Regions from separate parts of the Mus musculus genome. Here region 1 is linked to region 2. The links are chromatin contacts, called in public Hi-C maps. All regions are on one chromosome and are shown on one strand. The core of a region is the stretch at or near the end of the contact, and the rest is flanking DNA. Distances in the headings are between cores, read along the strand shown.

Region 1 (6,756 bases), core at 2,127-4,626, 180 kb after region 2:
CTAGTAGGCAGTTAGGAAGGAAAGTAGATAAATTGGAGTGTTTCTTCCTGATGAGACTACCAAAGTATGTAGGACACATTACTGAAAAATAAAGGTGTCTGGGTTTAGACTGAGTGGCTATATGTAAACTAAGTACCCTCCTAGTTCACACCAGCTACCTCAGAAAAATTATCGGCATCCCTCCATTTAGCCTCAAAGTGGCACCAGCCAGGTGATGCATCGTATTAAAAGATAACTCTAAATATCTGATTGCTAGAGGTGGGTTTTCACCCTGCTGTGCCAGTTTGGAAGCTCAGCTAGCCTTTCTTTCACTAAGTGTTTTACCCTGTTGTCAACCCCCAGGACAGGCATATTGTATCACAAGCGTGGGCTGAATGAATTCATTTCTGATGGAGCTCATGGTAATTTATTTAATACGTACTAAGATAAGGTATTACAAATCCATGGCCTCAGTTTTTCTTCCTTGATGGTTTCTTCCAGAAGCATTAAGAAGAACCAACTCAAGTCCTTTCCTAGCACAACTACAATGGTCCAACAACGACGCTGATGCTCCCAAATTTAGTCACTGAATTGAGACACTGACTTTCAGGATATCTGAGAAATCCTGTCTAGAGTTTTGTTTCCCTACAAAGATGAAGCCATCCAGTCTCACTCTGCCAGACCAAGAATATTTCTACCATGGGATACCTCTAGCGCAGGAAATTCCAGTTCTAAGACTCAGACATGAATGCCCATCTATTATTGTTAAATTGCGTGTGTTCAGAAGTAGTTTTTTCCTGTTGGAGGTAGACAGTTCAACATGTACATTGTGGTTTCCAGAGGTGATGAAAACATATTCTGTTTTTAGATACTGGAAATGACCAACGAATCTAAAAAACAGTCCACTTAAGATGTTTTTAATGTTTCATTTTTCATATGATATAAAATATTGTGCTCAGAAATCACTGAAGAAAATGCATGGCTTATCTCTTTTGGGCAACTGGCTTAAGGGGCACTCAAGATCAATAAATTTTGGTATTTGGGACTCTCTCATGAGAACAAATCAGTGTATTTCGATCATCCTGTGACATCCTGAAACAGTCCTAAAGTTGTCAATGTCCTCCATCCTTACCGTTCAGTTCTCTTCGAAAATGTAGCCACAATCCAAATAGAGAATAACACTGACCCTGAAAATCTTTCCAGTAGTTAATAACTCATATCACATCAAATTTTGTCTCATTAATGATCCAGGTTAGAAAGAAAGATTTGGAAAATGTGAGGAGGGGGAGAAGAGAGACTTAGGAAAGCATCTCACTCTTCTTTCTCTGCCTTTAATCCCCTGCATGAAAAGGAAGCTAACAGAGGCCACACTGAATTGAAATTGAGGTTGGTCTTTCTTTTGTTTTTATAATTAGATTCTTTGAGACTATCAGACAGTGTATCTTGATTATATACCCCCCCAGATCCAGGAGTTCTTCCCTAGTAACCCAACTTTGGCTCTTTGTTTCTTCCTACCACTTGGAGTACAATTTATGCTGACTCTCTACTCCCAGGTGTGTGGGTTCCTCTACGGCTGGAGGTTGATCCACCTACTTCTTGCTTTGGTGAGGCTGAGTGTGAATGTGTGTTGAGTTTGGCCTCTTTCTCCCTTGTTCATACGCATCATTTAACAACTAGTACATACTTGGCTTTCTATCAACATTAGTGTCCATAGTAAATAAAGAATAATTATTAAAGCAATTTCCACAAAACTAGCCTTCACATATCAGGGAAGTTCTCTTTAAGGGATTTTGTTTAATTTCTTCCTCAGTAGAGAAACCAACCGGGTTTGAACTAGGCAGACTATCTCCATCTGTGCTTTCACTCTAAAATATAGTTATTAAAATTTAATAGCAAATTTCACAGATAATTAAGAACCCAACTTTAACCTTACACTTTATGAGAGGAGATTTGCATTCATTTCTAAGTTATGTTAATTCTATTTTTCAATGATAAAGCCTCTGAAATGGAAATGAAAAATAAAGAATGTGAAATTATTAATTTCACTGGGAAGTATAAAGAAAAACATAATAGTCTCAAAAAAAAAGAGATAAGCTCAATTTTTATCAATCTCAAGGCAATGGGCAGAGTCATAACCAAGGACAGTATTGCCTGTATAATCGCCTGGATGCTGTCACACATTTAGATATTGATGGTGAGGAGAAATTAAAGACTCCTCCAAAGTGAAGGTTGGAGGGATTGAAAGGATTTCAAAGGGATTGAAAAAAGTAAAAATAGGGAAACTATGACTTTTGCCTTGCCCAATGGATGAAAGTAAGCTATCAGATGCCCTGCTAGTAGTTTAAGTTAGCAATTAGAGACATGGACCTAGAGAAATAGAGTAGAGTATGTGCAATATACAGAGACAACAGTTCGGAATTCATTCCAGAATGGCACCCAGTGAAATGGTTTATGATGAACTATAAAAAATCTCACACTATACCAACACCAAACACCTGGGGCAAAGGACAGGGAATAAGAGAAGGAAACATTCAAACAGAAAGACAGGGGGTGGAGGGGGCAAGAAGTTAACATGGAGCCAAGGAAGAAAGGTCCATATTCGATGAGCTGATCTCAGCTAGTATGCTCCAATCTTGCAGGAATAGAAGAGACCTGGGTGTAGAAAATGCAATGTGGTGGGTGCAGTACCGAGCTGTGTGTGCCAAGGACCTCATGCACACTTTCCAATGGATCGGGAGAAAACAGGATTACACAGAAATATCACTATCAGGCTCAGTCTTAATGACTATCTTACCTTGTATCTCATTTATGTCAAGCATTTATCTTTAAGCTGCAGAAAGTCTTTTGAGGCTTAGAGAATACTTTTTTCAATTACTGTAGTTTGAGCATTTTATTGTTCTGTCACATTTGGAAAGGAACAGAAAATATGGCAGTTGCAATAGTTTGTGTCTTTGTTGCTGTTTCGCAATATGCCCAAAATCGTGACCAAAAGGAGCTCGGGGACAAAAGTGTTTATTTTAGCTTACATTTCCAGGTGACACTTTACCATTGATAGAAGTCAGGACAGGAACTCAAGGAAAGAACCTGGAGGCAGGAACTGACGCAGAAACCACAGAGAAACACAGATTATTGGTTCCTCTTCCATGGCTTGCTCAACTACCTTCCTTAGATAGAGTAACCTCTCTGGGGTTGGACCCTCCCACATCAATTATCAATCAACAAAATGCCCCACAGACATATCCACAGGTCAACCTCATAGATGCAATCCTCAATTAAAGTTGCCTCTTGCTAGATGACTCATTTTTGCCAAGTTGACAAAAAAATAGCCAGAACAGCACTCTATGGCTGGTATTTGTGTTAAGCCTAACCTGTGTCTGAATCATAGGGTGAGACTGTTAGGTACCCCAATTTTTGAGTGGCATAGTCAGTTTTAGATGATGTGAGAATGTGGGTTTCCCTTTCCTGACTTTAATAACTTTCCATATTTGGATCAAATGTTATATAGACCTTGAGGTTTCACCCTTTAATTGATTAAATATGGAAAAATTGGAAAGAACACATGGCTGGAATTTATATGACCATAGTGCTGCTATGTGGTGAGGGAGGTGGAAACTAGAGAGAATTTCTCTCCATGTGTGCCATCTATCTTTCAGTGACTTCCCTGATCATGTTATTTATCTGCATTAGCATTTTTGTGGTCTAGAAATTACAAACAATTTTTAATAGTCCTCTGAAAAGAATGTGAAGTGTGGAGCAATCTGTGGAAAACACATTTTTGTATAATTCTGTCAGGATCTAGAAAAAATATCTTGTTCCTGCAGTTCACTTCTGCTTAGGAATTGGTCCAACAGGAGACAGAAGGAGAAGCTGAAAGTTGGAGAGGCTTTCCCTCTTCTTCAATAGACTATACTCACGCCTTCAGTGCTTAAACTCATGCTGCTGCTTCTAGCACTTCCAGGTCATGGGGGACAGGACAAAGGTCTACTAGCTGCCAATACCACATTTAATGTAGCTTATATAAGCCTGTTACTTTGGGAACAACAAAATAAATCAAGTAAGACTTTCGTTCTCAGGGCTATAATGTTCAACAACAATAATAAGTAACAGCAGGAAAATAACCAAAATATTACACAAAATGTGACGAATGACTGAAGGAGTTCACATTTCTACTTTTTAAAATACGGTAAAATAGATGTGTAAAAAAGTACAACACACAATAAAAAATATAGTTTCTTGGAAAGATATTTTAAATATTTCTCAAAATCATTATTAGAAAAATAATAAAGGAAAAGTAGTCCATGAGAGAAAACAAAAACCACATGAGAGTGAAATTATAGAACAAGGTAGAACATAATCTGGTGTTTCCTTCATCAGCATCTGTAAATTAGGCTGTGAGCATCATTCTGTACACTAGGATGGAGTGTGGTGGTGTGGATGAGAAAGGACCCATGGGCTCATAGAGTCAAATGTGCAGTTTCCAGAGAGAATAACTGTTCAGGAAGAATTAGGAGCTGTGGTCATGTTGGAAGAGATGTGTCATTGGAAGAAGGCTTTGAAGTTTCAAAAGCTTAGCATGCACAAGCTCAGCTTTCTCTCTCTCTCTCTCTCTCTCTCTCTCTCTCTCTCTCTCTCTCTCTTAAAGGAATGTACAAATTCTCCAAATTGATTCATTTTTCTATGGAATTTTACTTGCATAAAGTTTTAAATAAAACTAACAAGGCATGTTAGACGCTAATACCACTCTGATCTTTAAATCTCATTGGACAGGAGTCAGGGGGATAGGGCATGGCAGGGGTTTCTGTGCTACTGAGCATGTTTCATGTTTCTTGCTTTATATGTTGGCCAAAGAGGACTGGTTATAACAGTTTACCAGGCAGAACTATAGGTTCCAGGATAGTGGTGAGTGTGACCCATCACCTTTGTAGATGACAAGATCATATTGCAATGTTAAAAGGTTAGGCTTGCCCACCATCTCTTCAGATGCATGTTTGAATTGAGTAAAATGTGCAGAAGAAAAGAAGTTTGGGGTCTATACTATTTTAGAGAAGTCTGGCAAACATTAAGAAGCAAGTGGCCCCCACCTTAAACAAATATTTTGGACAATAGGAAAGAGGGATTACACACACACACACACACACACACACACACGTAGTTTTCAAAATAAGTAATATTTCATTGTCACCACAGAGCAAGATAGTACAAGGAAAGAAAAACTCATGCTTAGCTAGCCCTGGGAAATGCCCTAAACAAAACCTAAAGAACTTAAACCTGACTATGGAGAGAGAGAGAGAGAGAGAGAGAGAGAGAGAGAGAGAGAGAGAGAAAGGAAGAAAGGAAGAAAGGAAGAAAGGAAGAAAGGAAGAAAGGAAGAAAGGAAGAAAGGAAGAAAGGAAGAAAGGAAGAAAGGAAGAAAGGAAGAAAGGAAGAAAGAAAGAAAGAAAAGAAAGAAAGAAAGAAAGAAAGAAAGAAAGAAAGAAAGAAAGAAAGAAAGAAAGAAAGGAAAACTATGATCAGGCAGTATATATTTATCCTAGCAATACAAAAAAAGAACATAGAAATATAATGTAACTCTTTGGAATAGTGAAACCAAAAAGAAAAAACTGAATGATTATCCTCACCCAAAGAAATAACAATTGATACATTAGTAACAGTTTTTAGCTAAGTAGGACCAGAAGGAACTTTCTTAGCTTCTTCAAGGGTAGTTGCTCAAAAATACCACAAAACCCTACAAACACATTACTCAAGTTTGAAACATTAAAACACCAGTATCTTTTTTTAAAAAAAAAGGAACAAGTTAGGATGTCCCCAATCACTGTCCCAGAAATTAAGAAGTCAAGTAGACACACACACACACACAATACCCAAGTAACACAACACTACACCGCAGGGAAAATTATGCAGGTGTTCATAGTGAATAAGGGTTCATAACTGCTAAACCTTCTACACATTTGTTCAAGCCTCAGAAGTGGGAGGTATTGTGTGTGGACTCAGGAAAAGTTAATTGGAAAGCAATGGGTTAAAGAATTGATAAACAACATGGGGACACTTGCCTCAGAAAGGAGTCAAAGCTGCCTCTGTTCTTATTTTCTAAAGAGGAAGCTGTGTTTCTCTTCTGAAAGGAGCATGGGAGAGGCTGCGAGGGCAGGGAGAAGAGGAAGAGTGAGATTTGTCCACCAGGTTGCTTTCCCATGTTCTGTTTTGTATGACCCCCGCCATGCCAAAGCATGACTGTAAAGCTACTCTCTTGAAATGTCAACGTCTCATTGTTTTCTAAATTTATCTGGGGATTTGAGAGTGCTTCTAACTTCCTGTTGTCCCACTGAAGTGGATGAATTGGCAAATGCCTGGCCAGAAGAGGGGGAGTTCTGAAGCTCCCACTCAGCAAGCCTTGGCAATGTCTTGAAAGGTGGAGGAAAAATGGGGAGGGGTATCCTGTTTGTTTACCCTTCTCCTTGGCAAGCCAACCTGGTACTTGCCCCCTTACCCATGAGTCCAGTGAATTTCCTAACCCTGACAACATTGTAGTGACCGTGCTCCTGTTAACTGCTAGTGAGTGACACTCAGTGGGTACCACCCCACCCTCCACCTCCGACTGCCAGTGGTGTAGGGCTCCCACTGCTGTTCTCTGTCCTAAAATCACTATCCTTAAGAACTCACTAGGCATAAGTAAAAAGTATCCATCTCTGCAACCAGCTGAAAAGATGCACGGCTGTGCCCTGGGGTAATGTGAAAGCTCGATGGTGCCTCTCCAATTTCCTCTTTTTCTATTTCAAGCCC
Region 2 (6,433 bases), core at 1,794-4,293:
AATAGCATAAGGAGCTATCCTATCCCTTCCAGGAATGCTTTTATGACCCTTCCTCTGATGTGCACCCATGCATGGCAGAAAGTTTCATCATAGGAAGTGAGCATATTCAAATGGCTATTTTGAATATGACCATGCTTAACAGCCATGTTGCATAATTCTAAATTTAAAAAGAAAATACCCCTCGGTCTTTCAGGTGACTTTCACCTCTATGTAGAAGCAAACAGACTGCTTCACCTCTGACTCTAAATTGATACGTGGCTGCAGAAGTTTCAATAGAATGTTTTCTCTTTCTGTCCCTCAATCCTCTTGCCCGGAAGATGGGGACAATCAAAGTCTCCTTCATGAAGTAGGAAGGCTGGAGTAAATGAAGTCAGGCAAAATGTGTACAAGTGTATGTCTTATAAAACAAGTACAAACTCAGATGCCCCTCAACAGAGGAATGGATACAGAAAATGTGGTACATCTACACAATGGAGTACTACTCAGCTATTAAAAAGAATGAATTTATGAAATTCCTAGCCAAATGGATGGACCTGTAGGGCATCATCCTGAGTGAGGTAACACATTCACAAAGGAACTCACACAATATGTACTCACTGATAAGTGGATATTAGCACAAAACCTAGGATACCCAAGATATAAGATACAATTTCCTAAACACATGAAACTCAAGAAAAATGAAGACTGAAGTGTGGACACTATGCCCCTCCTTAGAAGTGGGAACAAAACACCCTTGGAAGGAGTTACAGAGACAAAGTCTGGAGCTGAGACGAAAGGATGGACCATCTAGAGACTGCCATATCCAGGGATCCACCCCATAATCAGCATCCAAACGCTGACACCATTGCATACACTAACAAGATTTTATCGAAAGGACCCAGATGTAGCTGTCTCTTGTGAGACTATGCCGGGGCCTAGCAAACACAGAAGTGGATGCTCACAGTCAGCTAATGGATGGATCACAGGGCTCCCAATGAAGGAGCTAGAGAAAGTACCCAAGGAGCTAAAGGGATCTGCAACCCTATAGGTGGAACAACATTATGAACTAACCAGTACCCTGGAGCTCTTGACTCTAGCTGCATATGTATCAAAAGATGGCCTAGTCGGCCATCACTGGAAAGAGAGGCCCATTGGACACGCAAACTTTATATGCCCCAGTACAGGGGAACGCCAGGGCCAAAAAGGGGGAGTGGGTGGGTAGGGGAGTGGGGGTGGGTTGCTATGGGGGACTTTTGGTATAGCATTGGAAATGTAAATGAGCTAAATACCTAATAAAAAATGGAAAAGAAAAAAAAAACAAGTACAAAAAAAAAGTGGTTGACATTGTTGGCTTTGTGCACCCTCCAGGTATTGTATGCATACTCAACAAATGTGCTCACATCCATGCATTCTTTTTTCTTTTCCACTTTTTCAATGAAAATAAACCACCCTGTGCCAGGGCACTCCCTGCCACCTCTCCATCATCAGTGCTCATCTGTCCCATATCACAATTTTAAAACTTTGATGAAAACTAGCTCTGAGTATATTTTCATTTGGCCTTTCCAATGAAATCCTTTCTCTTTTTTTGAAAGAAAAAAAATTGATGATGATTTTCTGTCATTTTTCTATCATTTCTCAGTGTGCAGCTAGAGATCTCAGGGCAACAGCCAGTCTGGGGTCAGCATGTACTCAACAGACATGAGAGCAGTGAAGTTTGAGGGTGATTCAGGTTCTGGTCTTCTGAAACTGGATTGAATTCTGAACTAGGCTGTGTGGTGGATCTGGCGGTAAGATAGATCTGGCTGTGTGTAAGGTGGATCTGGCTGTGTGGTGGATCTGGCGGTAAGGTAGATCTGGCTGTGTGTAAGGTGGATCTGGCTGTGTGGTGGATCTGGCGGTAAGGTAGATCTGGCTGTGTGTAAGGTGGATCTGGCTGTGTGTAAGGTGGATCTGGCTGCGTGGTGGATCTGGCTGTGTGTAAGGTGGATCTGGCTGTGTGGTGGATCTGGCGGTAAGGTAGATCTGGCTGTGTGTAAGGTGGATCTGGCTGTGTGTAAGGTGGATCTGGCTGTGTGGTGGATCTGGCTGTGTGGTGGATCTGGCTGTGTGGTGGATCTGGCTGTAAGGTGCATTTGCCATGGCCAGCTCACTGTTTTCACATACTTTTAAGGCATATCGAGAATGGGATGTTCGCTAGTGGGAATTGTGAGGGAGAGGCTCATCAAGTCATTTCCTAGTCTTAACCCAGTGACACTGTTGCCCTTGGTACCAACCACCACTGAAAAACAAAACATAAACAAACAAACAAACAAACAAAAATGAGGCATGCAGAAGACTGAGCCACTGCCAAGGTGATGAGGGAAGGGTTGTTCTTGATTATGACTGAGACTTTATAGGAGGGCAATTGATCCTAAAAGGAGCCAAGGAAGTTCTGCTGCAATTGGAAGGTTCTGGATACTGGCTGGAGATCAAATCTCCTCTGAGCTGCTTCCTACCACCCATGACTCAGAGTAAGATCTCTGAGCAGGGTGGCAGAAGGACCACGATTGCAGCTGCCAGCAGAGAGCACCACACGCATGAGAATGATAGGACACAGGTCAGGAGCAGGACTGGGTGACAGCCATGGTCTTGGGATGGTGCCTTGGGACTCTCTCACATCCACCCTTCCTCTTAGGAAGCGAAAGTTCAAACCTGCTTTTTTTTTTTTTTTTTTTTTTTTTTTTTTTTTTTTGCCTCTGGGCTGAAGTTCAGGGGACTTAGCAGAGTCATCAGCACTGGTGAGCAGGATCGATTTGCCTCCCCAACCTGGATTGTGTGGCTTTAGACCACGTTTCATAGTGACTATGCTAATCATGTCCTGGTGTGGGTGTCCTGGAAGTAATAGACTATCCCCAGACTCTAATGCCTGCCTTTTCAATCTTCTGATGAGCTTCTGTCATCCTCATTTCAGCTTCATTCAGCTTCTTCTGCAGCTTGGCACCTCACCATCTGGAAGTCCCCCAGGAAGGACAGAGTCACCTTGAGGAGCGGCCACTTTGCTAGCTCTGTGCACAGAGCTTTCTTTACATGGAATGCGGATGCTTTATTGCTCTCCTGGCTGCTGAGGGTGCCCTGAACAAATGTGCTCCCTGACTCTTAGGGAATCGAAACTACACAGTTTCACTCTGGCCCCGTTGTGTGTCAGTTGGCTTTCAGCATTCCCTTGTCCCCACAAAAACCTCAACACGAATCCTTTGCACGGATGTTGTACAATGGGAGCTTTCATGACTGTCTTGGCACCTGCAAGCCTGGGGTTTACCGTGTCCTGGGGCAGGACAGTGCTTACTGAGTGGGGCTGAAGCTGAGAGCCCCACCCCTGGCAGCAGGTGAGCATAGATAGGAGAGGGGACCTGCTAACTGAAGTACCTTCTCTGCTGCCTCCCTGGGTGCTCTGAGTCTCAATTGCCATCTTATTGTCCCGAGCACAGAAAGTGATTTATACCCAATCTTTAACTTTCACATGCTCTCTGACTCAAAGGGAAAAATGGATTGCAAAAGCAAATGTATGGACAGATTCGGTAACTAGGAACAGAATCCATTCTTAATAAGAAGGCTGGCTCTGGAGCCAGACTCTGGAGCCTTCCTTCTGTCTTTCTCATTAACTAGACAAAGAGCCAGTGGTACTGATTGTATACCACTTTTTTCTCTGCCTCTCATTTGAGGAACTAGGGCTAAGAGAGCAGACATCACTTGTAATGATTAAAGGATCGGATCGGCTATTCCTGAACTAACTACAGCTGTACCTGGTTTACATTAGACATTCACTAGTTGTTAGCTATTGTCATCATCGTTATCATTATCATTCATCGGCATCATGATGGATTTCCCCTCGATCAGAAAGACATGGAATTGGGTTCATAAATGACAAGGAGGCTGGGCAGGAGGGTCAGCAATGCCAATCCCGTAGGAATAGTGTGACTAGCTCTCTGGCCCTGCCATGGCTGCTGGTACTAACGTGGTCAGCATTGATATCTCAGGGTGACAACTTTACTTGTTTCTAATATGGAGTCAAACAATTGCCAAAGCCAGTTTATCTGAGAACTATATATAGGGTTGGGTCTATGTTGCATCTGGTCCCTTCAGTTTTCCATAAGAGAAGCTGTGCTCTGTCTCCTGTCAAATTCATACAACAGTGAATTGCTCCATCACATGACAATAATAATCCAAAAGCTTTAAACCCAACAGATACCTATATAAAATGGTAGTACTATAAAAGAAAAATATTAGTTACTCTCCTCATTGCTGTGACAAAATATTTGATATCAAAAATAAAATATCACTCTTTGGGGCTTCTGGTTTGAGAATACAGTTCATCATGTTGGGAGAAAGCACAGTGTCAGGAGAGTCGGGTTTCTTGTCCACATCTCCGAGGACCAGGATGTAGGGAGAAATGACAGGAAGCAGTGCTGGACCACAGGCCTCAAGGCCCACCCACTATGATCCATTCCCTCCAGAAAGACTACCTATCCTAAAATTTCCAAAACTTCACAGAACAGAGTCACCAGCATCCTTGGTACCTATATTTCCCTATGCCTTCATAGCCAACCCACCACCCACCAACTTTTCAATTCTACTGCCTGCTCAGTCTTAAACCCACATTTCTGCATCTCCCTAATCCAAGAAACCGAAATTCTGCTGCTGGGGGACTATTAAACCAACGTCATCACCTATCTCCCTGTATTGACTCTGAACTGTCTCTAATCCACTTGACAGGAACCACATGAGCTCTGAGAACCCATTGTCTTTTGAGTTTTAAGAGCGTCACAAATCTCTGAGGTTAATAATTACCGTATTTACATGCTTATGTCTGTTTTCCGGTCTGTGTCTTCCAAGTTCAAGGAGGCTGAGCTCCCACTGACTCACTGCACTCCAGCTCCATCCTTCAGATGCTCCTTCCTGCCACAAAGCCTTTACCTCTGTGATGGTTTGTATATGCTCGGCCCAGGGAGTGGCACTGTTAGAAAGTGTAGCCATGTTGGAGTAGATGGGGCCTTGTTGGAGTACGTGTGTCACTGTGGGTATGGGCTTTAAGACCTTATTCCTATCTGCCTGGAAGCCAGTATTTGCTAAAAACCTTCAGATAAAGATGTAGGTACTCCTGCACCATACCTGCCTAGATGCTTCCATGCTCCCACCTTCATGATAATGAACTGAACCTCTGAGTTTGTAAGCCAGCCCCAGTTTAGATGTTGTCTTTATAAGAGTTGCCTTGGTCATGGTGACTGATCAAAGCACTAAAACCCAAACTAAGACAGAAGTTGATACCAGGGACTGGGGTGTTGCTGTGATAGGCATGACCATGCTTTTGTTTGGAAGGATGCGGATTTGAGGACTTTGGATTTGTAAAGCAGTGGAATGCTTTAAATGGGACTTAATGACCTATCCTAGCAGGAATATAGAAGACTTTGTGGAGAAATTCCATATGTGGCCTAGAGAATGTTTTGTGGTATTTTGGTGAAGAATGTGACTACTTTTTGCCCTTGTCTGAAGAATCTGCCTGAGGCTAAGGTGAAGAGGCTCAGATTAATTGTACTAACAAAGGAAGTCTCATAAATGCCCATCATAGAATTTGTTCTCTGGTTAAGTCTCATGAAGAGCATTTTAAACAAGTGTTGCAAACTGAGAAAGGAAAAATATAAAATAGAGGGTTTGAGTGTTAAAGGGGCACCAGGAGGTGAAGTGGGGCTGAATCCTGTGTTCAAGGAACTAACAAATTAAGAGTGGGAGTTAGGGGCAAGATCCTACCCAGCTAAATTTAGATCCAGGCATGGTGGTGCACACCTTTAATCCGAAGAGAAAGGCATGCAGGTCTCTGAGTTCAAGGTCAACCTACAGAGCAAGATCCAGGACAGCCAAGCTTAGGCAGTGGAGTTGGAAAAGAGGAGACTAGTAATAATATAATAGAATGAGGGGGCCATGTTCCAGCTCCTGCAACCTTGGCAGAACTTGGCAGCTTCAACCATGTGGTGGCTTTATAGTCAAGAAGGGAAGGAGACTACTGGGACAACTGATTCTGATTAGGTGGAGCTAAGAAATTAGTGGTTAAAAAGAGACCAACATCACTGAGGTGAAATCTTTTGGGAAGTGTCTTCTGAGAGCACAAAGAACCTGTGTTCCAAAGATAGCCATGGTTGTACCTTGTGCTGCAGCTGTACTTGGTAATGTATAAGAGTCATCCAGGTGGTACTGTGTGGGACCATGGGTATGGGGGAAAGAGGAGAAAGAACCCGAGTCCCTCCAGAGTTCCGGTGCTCTGGGCAGGCAGACGCAGGAGTACTGCTGCATGCTTTCCATGTGGCCCCAGGTGTGTGTCTGGCTGTGGGAAGCCACAGAATCCCAGCTCCACAAGGGGTGGTCAAGGGACAGCCCTAGGCTGGATACCTCAGAAGAGCTGAAAAAAAAGGGGGGGGCCTTT

What was found. A called contact is a pair of places that touch in the nucleus more often than the background predicts.
Region 1: a Hi-C map of tail fibroblasts shows a contact between it and region 2, with 6 times the contacts expected there. The contact joins two enhancer-like sites. A contact is called at or near these places in 2 of 15 datasets of contacts at CTCF or cohesin (the NIH/3T3 cell line and large pre-B cells), 1 of 484 Hi-C or Micro-C datasets (tail fibroblasts) and 2 of 115 datasets of contacts at active chromatin or transcription factors (Th17 cells and large pre-B cells).

What each region holds. Positions count from the first base shown.
Region 1 is chr2:117,956,000-117,962,755 of GRCm38.p6, forward strand. The region is part of intron 8 of Gm13986 (predicted gene 13986); the gene reads right to left. Among named protein-coding and RNA genes, the nearest start is that of Gm25308, 120 kb to the right of the region's middle. Within about 2 kb of position 3,377, at least 30 of the 459 cell types and tissues checked have an H3K27ac peak or open chromatin away from gene starts, as enhancers often do. A contact at or near this core is called in tail fibroblasts, where this site is marked.
Region 2 is chr2:117,777,923-117,784,355 of GRCm38.p6, forward strand. No RefSeq gene overlaps it. Among named protein-coding and RNA genes, the nearest start is that of Gm13985, 32 kb to the right of the region's middle. Within about 2 kb of position 3,044, at least 37 of the 459 cell types and tissues checked have an H3K27ac peak or open chromatin away from gene starts, as enhancers often do. A contact at or near this core is called in tail fibroblasts, where this site is marked.